Linked DNA regions of Danio rerio: region 1 is linked to region 2. Evidence: chromatin contacts called from public Micro-C data. All regions are on one chromosome and are shown on one strand. The core of a region is the stretch at or near the end of the contact, and the rest is flanking DNA. Distances in the headings are between cores, read along the strand shown. Region 1 overlaps gan (gigaxonin). Region 2 overlaps cmip (c-Maf inducing protein).

Region 1 (3,383 bases), core at 773-3,272, 62 kb after region 2:
AAGGAGTCTAAACTGCTCAGTGTCCTTCAGCGTCTCGTCTTTCAAATGAGACGTTGAACTGCGGTCCTGACTCTCTGTGGTCATTAAAAAGCCCAGGATGTCCTTCGAAAAGGAGTATGGGTTTAACTCCGGCATCCTGACCAAATTTGCCCACTGTCCTGTCCATTATGGCCATCTAACATACCCATATGATAACAACACACTGTCTTCATCACATTCTCTCCTCTCCACCAATCAGCTGGTGTGCGGTCTGGTGCAATATGGCTGCTCTGGTGCAATATGGGAGTCCACCCAAAAATATGTAAAGCTCTTTGAGTGTCCAGAAAAGTGCAACATAAATGTAAGAAATTATTATTATTATTATTATTACTTTAAAGAATGTTATAACCAACATACGTTTCATAATATTTGAAGAAAAAGAAAGCATAACTACAATCTTCTAGAAGATGAAACAGATCAGGCATTGTAACTATGTATACCAACATATATAAATAAATAAAAATCTCTTAATTCTTTGCAGACTTATTGTTTTCTTAACATCGCTTGATCATATTTCAGCATCCATTTTAAAACTGTTACAGATTTTTAAAAAAAGAAATTTTTTTTTAGCGAATTTAAAAATCGCAAACCACAGCGACATGAACATTTGTTATATTTCGATCATTTCGCAGCCCAAACTTTTAGGATACCAATGGCACTCAGAGATACTCTCAAGTTAAATCACGTTAAAATGATTTGCGATAAATTTGAGATTTAACGCAAGAGTTTTGCGATATTCGTGATAAGCACATTTAAAACATTTTGATATATTTTTCAACCATATTTTTTAGGATATCAATGACAATGACACAAAGAAATTCTTCTATTAAAAAACAAATTCAGCGGAAATCATTGCGATATGAATATCGTAATAAGTACATTTGCGATATTTCGAAATATTGTTCAGCCATACTTTTTAGACGAAAGATACTCATTGAATCACCATTTTTCGCAAAGCATTGCGGTAGTTATATCGTGATAAGTACATTTGCGATATTTTAAAAATTTTGATACATTGTGCAATTTAGGATATCAAATGACACACAAGGATACTCACATTTGCGATTATTTCGATATATTGTTCAGCTATACTTTTTAATATATCAAAGACACACAAAGATATTCATGTATTAAATCACAAATTTATCGCAAACCATTGCAAAATGTATATCGTAATAGGCACATTTGCATTATTTCAATAATTTTGATATATTGCACAGCCCTACTTTTTAGGATATCAATGGCATAGGATACTCCTGTATTAAATCACTAATTTATTGTGATATTGCAATCATGTTTATTGTGATATACTGTACATATTTTGATAATTTCAATAAACATGTGGCCCTACTTTTTAAGATATTTTTAATGAAAAGAAAGCTAAAAATAACAGCACTAATTAATTATTTCATAATTATGTAACATTATAAATATCTTTATTTTCATTCATGAAACAATTCTATTAAAATGTATTGAACAATTTAATTTGTTATATTTTTAATCTTACTTTTGAGTAGTAATGTTAGTTTCCACAAAAAAAAAGAAGCAGCGCAACAGTTTTCACCACTTGTAATAATAATAATAATAATTGAGCAGCAGATCATCAAATCAGAAAGATCACGTGACTCTAAACTGTAGTAAGAGTTCTGAAAATCTAGCTTTTAAATCATAGGAATATATATTATTTTAAACTACATGCAATATATATTTCATTTCTAATATTTCCCAATTTTTTACTGTGTTTTTGGCCAAATAAATGCAACATTGGTGAGCAGAATAGCCGTCTTTTAAACAATATAAACTGATCCCAAACCTTTGACCGGGTAGTGTATTTCTTCCTGCTATTGGTGTGCATTTCCACGGTAGTGAATATGCAATGTTCATCGCTTCAATTAGAACAGACAGCAGCAGCTGAATCATGCACAGAACAAATGGGGTCACCAGATGCCAAAACCGTCCACACTGACAGGAAAGCCAGTTCAGAGGTCATTCACAAAATACATCTCGCCGCGTAAGGGTGAGACCAGCGACTTGCAGCTATTTCTGACATGCTGTGGTGTTTTGAGTCCCTGGATACAAGACCAACAGCAAAATTGAATCAGTTCAGACAGGCAGACACGTCAAATATGCAAATATCCACCGCTGCCTATTTTCAGTTTGACAATATAACACCTACAGAAAAGGTAAAAATGTAAACTTGTTATATTCTTGCCCTTGTAGCTCCAAATATCTTGCTTTTTCCTATTTAACTAAGGGCTAACTTTTAAGATGCTTAACATTTATTAAACAAACTTAACACTAAAAGTGCTTATTTATATCATGTTCACCTTAAAAACACTCTTTGAAATAAAATACTCATGTTCAATACAAATAATCCTATAGCTGGATTTTTAACAGCATTTTTTTTTGCATAAATGAAACATAAGGAGCTTTTTTTAAAACAAAGTAATGATACTTGCACGTTGTAAGGCAGAATTTGCTTAATGATAAAGTTAATTAAGATTACAATTTATAATGGAAACGTTAATAAGAATGGGATATAAAAAAAGGCATCAGGCAAACATGTACAATTCCACGTTTTATTTTATGTGTAAAAAATTATATATATACACTACCTGACAAAAGTCTTGTCGGCTATCCAAGTTTTAGGAACAACAAATAATAACTTGACTTCTAGGTGATCATTTGGAATGAAGTGGCTTATATGAAAGGCAAAGGCCTCTAGATTACGCTTATTTTACCAAAATAAAATGTGATCATGCCTTGATATTTAATTATTTAATTAGGACAGTAAGGTCTGACTTTGCTTGGACAAAAGTCTTGTCACTTAAAAGAAATAATGTACAGTTTTGAATATAAAGTCATGGTGCAGTGGACAAAAAAAATTAATATTGCGTATGGACTGTATCCATAAATCTCTGCAATAACTTAATATCTTATAATAAAGTCATCTGGAATGGCAAAGAAAGCATTCTTGCAGGACTCCTAGAGTTCATCAAGATTCTTTGAATTCATCTTGGATTCTTTGCCTCCTCCATCTTACCCCAGGAATGCTCAATAATGTTCATGTCTGTTGACTAGGCTGGCCAATCTTGAAGCACTTTGACCTTCTTTGCTGTGGTTTGTAATGTAATGGGCAGAACAAATGTCTTGATACCTCAAGCTGTTGATCTTGCCATCTACTCTGCAGATCTCTCACACATCCCCATACTGAATGTAACCCCAAACCATGATTTTTCCTTCACCAAACTTGACTGATTTGTGTGAGAATTTTGGGTCCATGCGGGTTCCGATACTATGCAGTTCAACAGATGATTTATCTGAAAAATCTACCTTCTGCCACT
Region 2 (3,356 bases), core at 342-2,841:
AAGAGAATAAGACGTCTTGCCAGTAATCTATTTTATTTATATATTTATTTATATATTTATTTATTTATGTTGGACCTGTAATGATAATTTTTTTTTTAAGTTTTTTTTTTTATATTTTTTAAATAAAGTAAGTATATTTCTGAGTATATACTTTAAAATGTAAAACAAAAAAGAAACAGTCCTTTATTAGGGTTTCCGCAGGTTTAATCAAGTCAAACTTAAGACTTTTAAAGACCCTTTTAAGACCATTATAAATAAAATTTTAGACTTATACAGGGCTAAACAATAATAATTATTTCTATTTGCCCGGTTGGTTGCCAAAAATAAATAAATCTAATGTAATTATTTCTTAGCAACATATTTTAATGTGTCAAAACAAGAAAACTCTAGTTGTAAACACTTTCTTTTATAACAAATTTAACATTGTTAAAAGTATATTTATTATGGAGACAATGACATAAATGATCAAAAATATACATTTGTTAACTTTTGGTCCAAATTGACCGAGTATAATGTATCACGCAAAGTGATAAGTGGCTCTGTTATTATAATAAGGAATTGTGTAATAGTTTTAAGGTTTCTTTCCCTGATAAGAAAATTCAATTTAGAGAAAATGCTGTAAAAAAAAAGTCAAATAGCTATTGTAAATTGGATCTTTTTGCAATAAAAATAAAAACTTAAATATAAAAAAAAGTTTTATTGAGATGGATTGTTGATGATTCAATGGATTTCGGCCTGTTTATTTGGACAGAGAAAAATTTAGACCAGTTAAAAATAATTTAAGACCTACTAGACAACATATCAGTAAATTTAAGACTTTTTAAGGGCTAAAATATTGTTTTAGAAATGTATGACATTTTCTACATATACGTACACGTAAACATACATTTGAAGTCAGAATTATTCACCCCCCCCCCCCCCCGTTTATTTTTCCCCAATTTCTGTTTCACTGATTTCTTCAACACATTTCTAAACATAATAATTTTAATAAAAAAATAACTGCTTTTATTCTAGCCAAAATAAAACAAATCAGACTTTCTCCAGAAGAAAAAATATTATCAGACATACTGTGAAAATTTCCTGAATCTGTTAAACATCATTAGGAAAATATATTTTTTTAAAAATCAAAGGGGGGCTAATAATACTGACTTCAAATGTATATATATATATATATATATATATATATATATATATATATATATATATATATATATATATATATATATACAAATGGTACCATATAATGATATATATCGTTATCAGGATATAAATTGACTTATATGTGAGGAGATTTTTGTAAAATCACCCAGCCCTTTATGGTTTCACAAGGAAAACAACAACATCCACAAATACACATTGCAGTTTCCACAAACACAGACTCACCGTAGATTTTGAGGGCAGAGTGAGTCGAGTAGGTCCTCCTTTTCTTTGCTAAACAGAGAAATAGAGATTCATTTAAACAGCAGGTGGAGCTTGTGAGTTACAAGAGTAAAACTAGAAAGTTTGTAAATGGGTCACTTGTGTCTTTCTGTGTTAATGGGAGCACCGCTTTTAACTAAGAGTCTGATCTCAGACTGTGACGCCAGCAGTGGCTGTGCGTGGTCTTATCGAAGTCTCCATTTGCACGCTCACCAGTTCTTTAAGCTCCCTCTGTCTGTCGCACAGCTGCTCGTACATGCGCAAGCCGACCTGGGTACTCTCTAGGGTGGAGATGATCTGAAGCTGGGTGTCCTTGTTCTCGATGATGTTATACTCCAGCATCAAACACAAGATCTGCACAACATACACACACAAGGATGAATGTTGTGTCCTATGTGCAAGGTCACCAGGACTTAATTTTCAACACATACTGTAGATAATATTACACATATACTGTATTAATGGACTCTGTGGGACTATTCTAAATTGCTAAAACTGTCGATTTTATTCAACAACACGCAGTTTGTTGCATGTAAATTCCTCAAAAATGGTTAAAAAAGGTTAGTTACATTTATAAAGTTACTGTGACATTAATAATAGTCGAAATGATATCAAAGTTATTGTGACATTCATAATAGTGCCAAATAAGCATTACTGTAAAGTGCTCACAAGCCTATACACCGAGCACATAACATCTATCTTCATGTCTTGCTACTTTCACAGAATTTGTATAGTTTATTCAGATTCGAGAACAATATCTTTTTCAAATGTTTGCCTTTTAAGGCCCTAAAACATGCACTCAAAAAATTCTTCGGTGCTTGTAATGTAACCGCATACACTTATTCTGCACATTTGACTGATTGCTTGCATTTATTTACTATATTGTATAAGATTATTGTACGTTATGGTTTTATAATGATCAGCATTGATTATTAAAACTAATATTCAGCAAAAGAGAAGGTAGGCCTATGTTTCGCATTTTCAATGAAAATGAAAGGAGGCCTATATGTTACAGGCTCCATTTTGTTATGCATACAGTGAAAATGATGATCATATAAATATGAAGCTACATGACGCCTCAAAATTTTTAGTGTCTGTTAAATTATTATCAAAATGAAAATAGGCTGAAAATTATGTTATAAAGTACACTGTTTCCTTTAAAGATTTTGTTTTCCATTGTTTCCGAGTGTGTTTTCTATATCAAAAAGTTCAATTTTTGGAGAGGGTGCTCGTTGCAGAGCCATTTGAGGAGAGCTGAGCTCCAGCGAGTGGGAGCATGAGCTGTCGCTCCTCCTCCTGTAAGCTGTTTTAATGCGTACACCAACCCCACCCCTAACCCTACCCCCAGTGACATCACTCGTAGAAGAAGTTCAAAAAAGGTGGAGCTCAAGCTTAAGCTCCCCCTCGCTGGAGCTCAGCTCTCCTCAAATGGCTCTGCAGCGAGCACCACTTGAATTTTTGGCGCTCGAAAACTCCATAGTTTAGTGTGGACAAATGGCGTAACCGTAGCAAAGCTTTTTCAAACTAAAACGTATTAGTGTAAACGGGCCTAAAATGCCACAAAATCTGTGGAAAATATGAAAAACTGAGGTGTATTTTAGGCTTTAGCAAAATGTTAATTAATTGGCTACCTTTTATTATGTTTATTTGCTGATCAAGGCCCACTAAAACAAGTTATAGAAGATAAAATGGCTAATGAAGTGGAAAAAATGCAAAAAAAAAATTGAGAAAACATGGAATAAATGAGCAGATATAATTTCTGTATGTAATTACACATATTATTTAATTTTCAGTTTTTTTATGCAATAGTCATGGTCTGACTAGACTGTGGGTGATTCTGGATGTGTCCTTTTAGGCTAATGCAGAGTTTAGACTGAATGATTTTAGCCCTGATTTTGACTCGCCGACAGGTTTTAAGAAATCACAGACATATATGC

What was found. A called contact is a pair of places that touch in the nucleus more often than the background predicts.
Region 1: a Micro-C map of caudal fin shows a contact between it and region 2, with 5 times the contacts expected there. The contact joins two enhancer-like sites. A contact is called at or near these places in 3 of 18 Hi-C or Micro-C datasets (caudal fin, embryo and hematopoietic stem cells).

What each region holds. Positions count from the first base shown.
Region 1 is chr18:14,656,564-14,659,946 of GRCz12tu, forward strand. gan (gigaxonin) reads right to left here. Exons shown (of 12, transcript XM_073929911.1): 12 at 1-3,383. Among named protein-coding and RNA genes, the nearest start is that of cmip, 18 kb to the left of the region's middle. Within about 2 kb of position 2,023, at least 6 of the 62 cell types and tissues checked have an H3K27ac peak or open chromatin away from gene starts, as enhancers often do.
Region 2 is chr18:14,595,175-14,598,530 of GRCz12tu, forward strand. cmip (c-Maf inducing protein) reads right to left here. Exons shown (of 21, transcript XM_073929910.1): 16 at 1,633-1,773; 17 at 1,384-1,431. Among named protein-coding and RNA genes, the nearest start is that of si:ch211-260p9.3, 36 kb to the left of the region's middle. Within about 2 kb of position 1,592, at least 3 of the 62 cell types and tissues checked have an H3K27ac peak or open chromatin away from gene starts, as enhancers often do.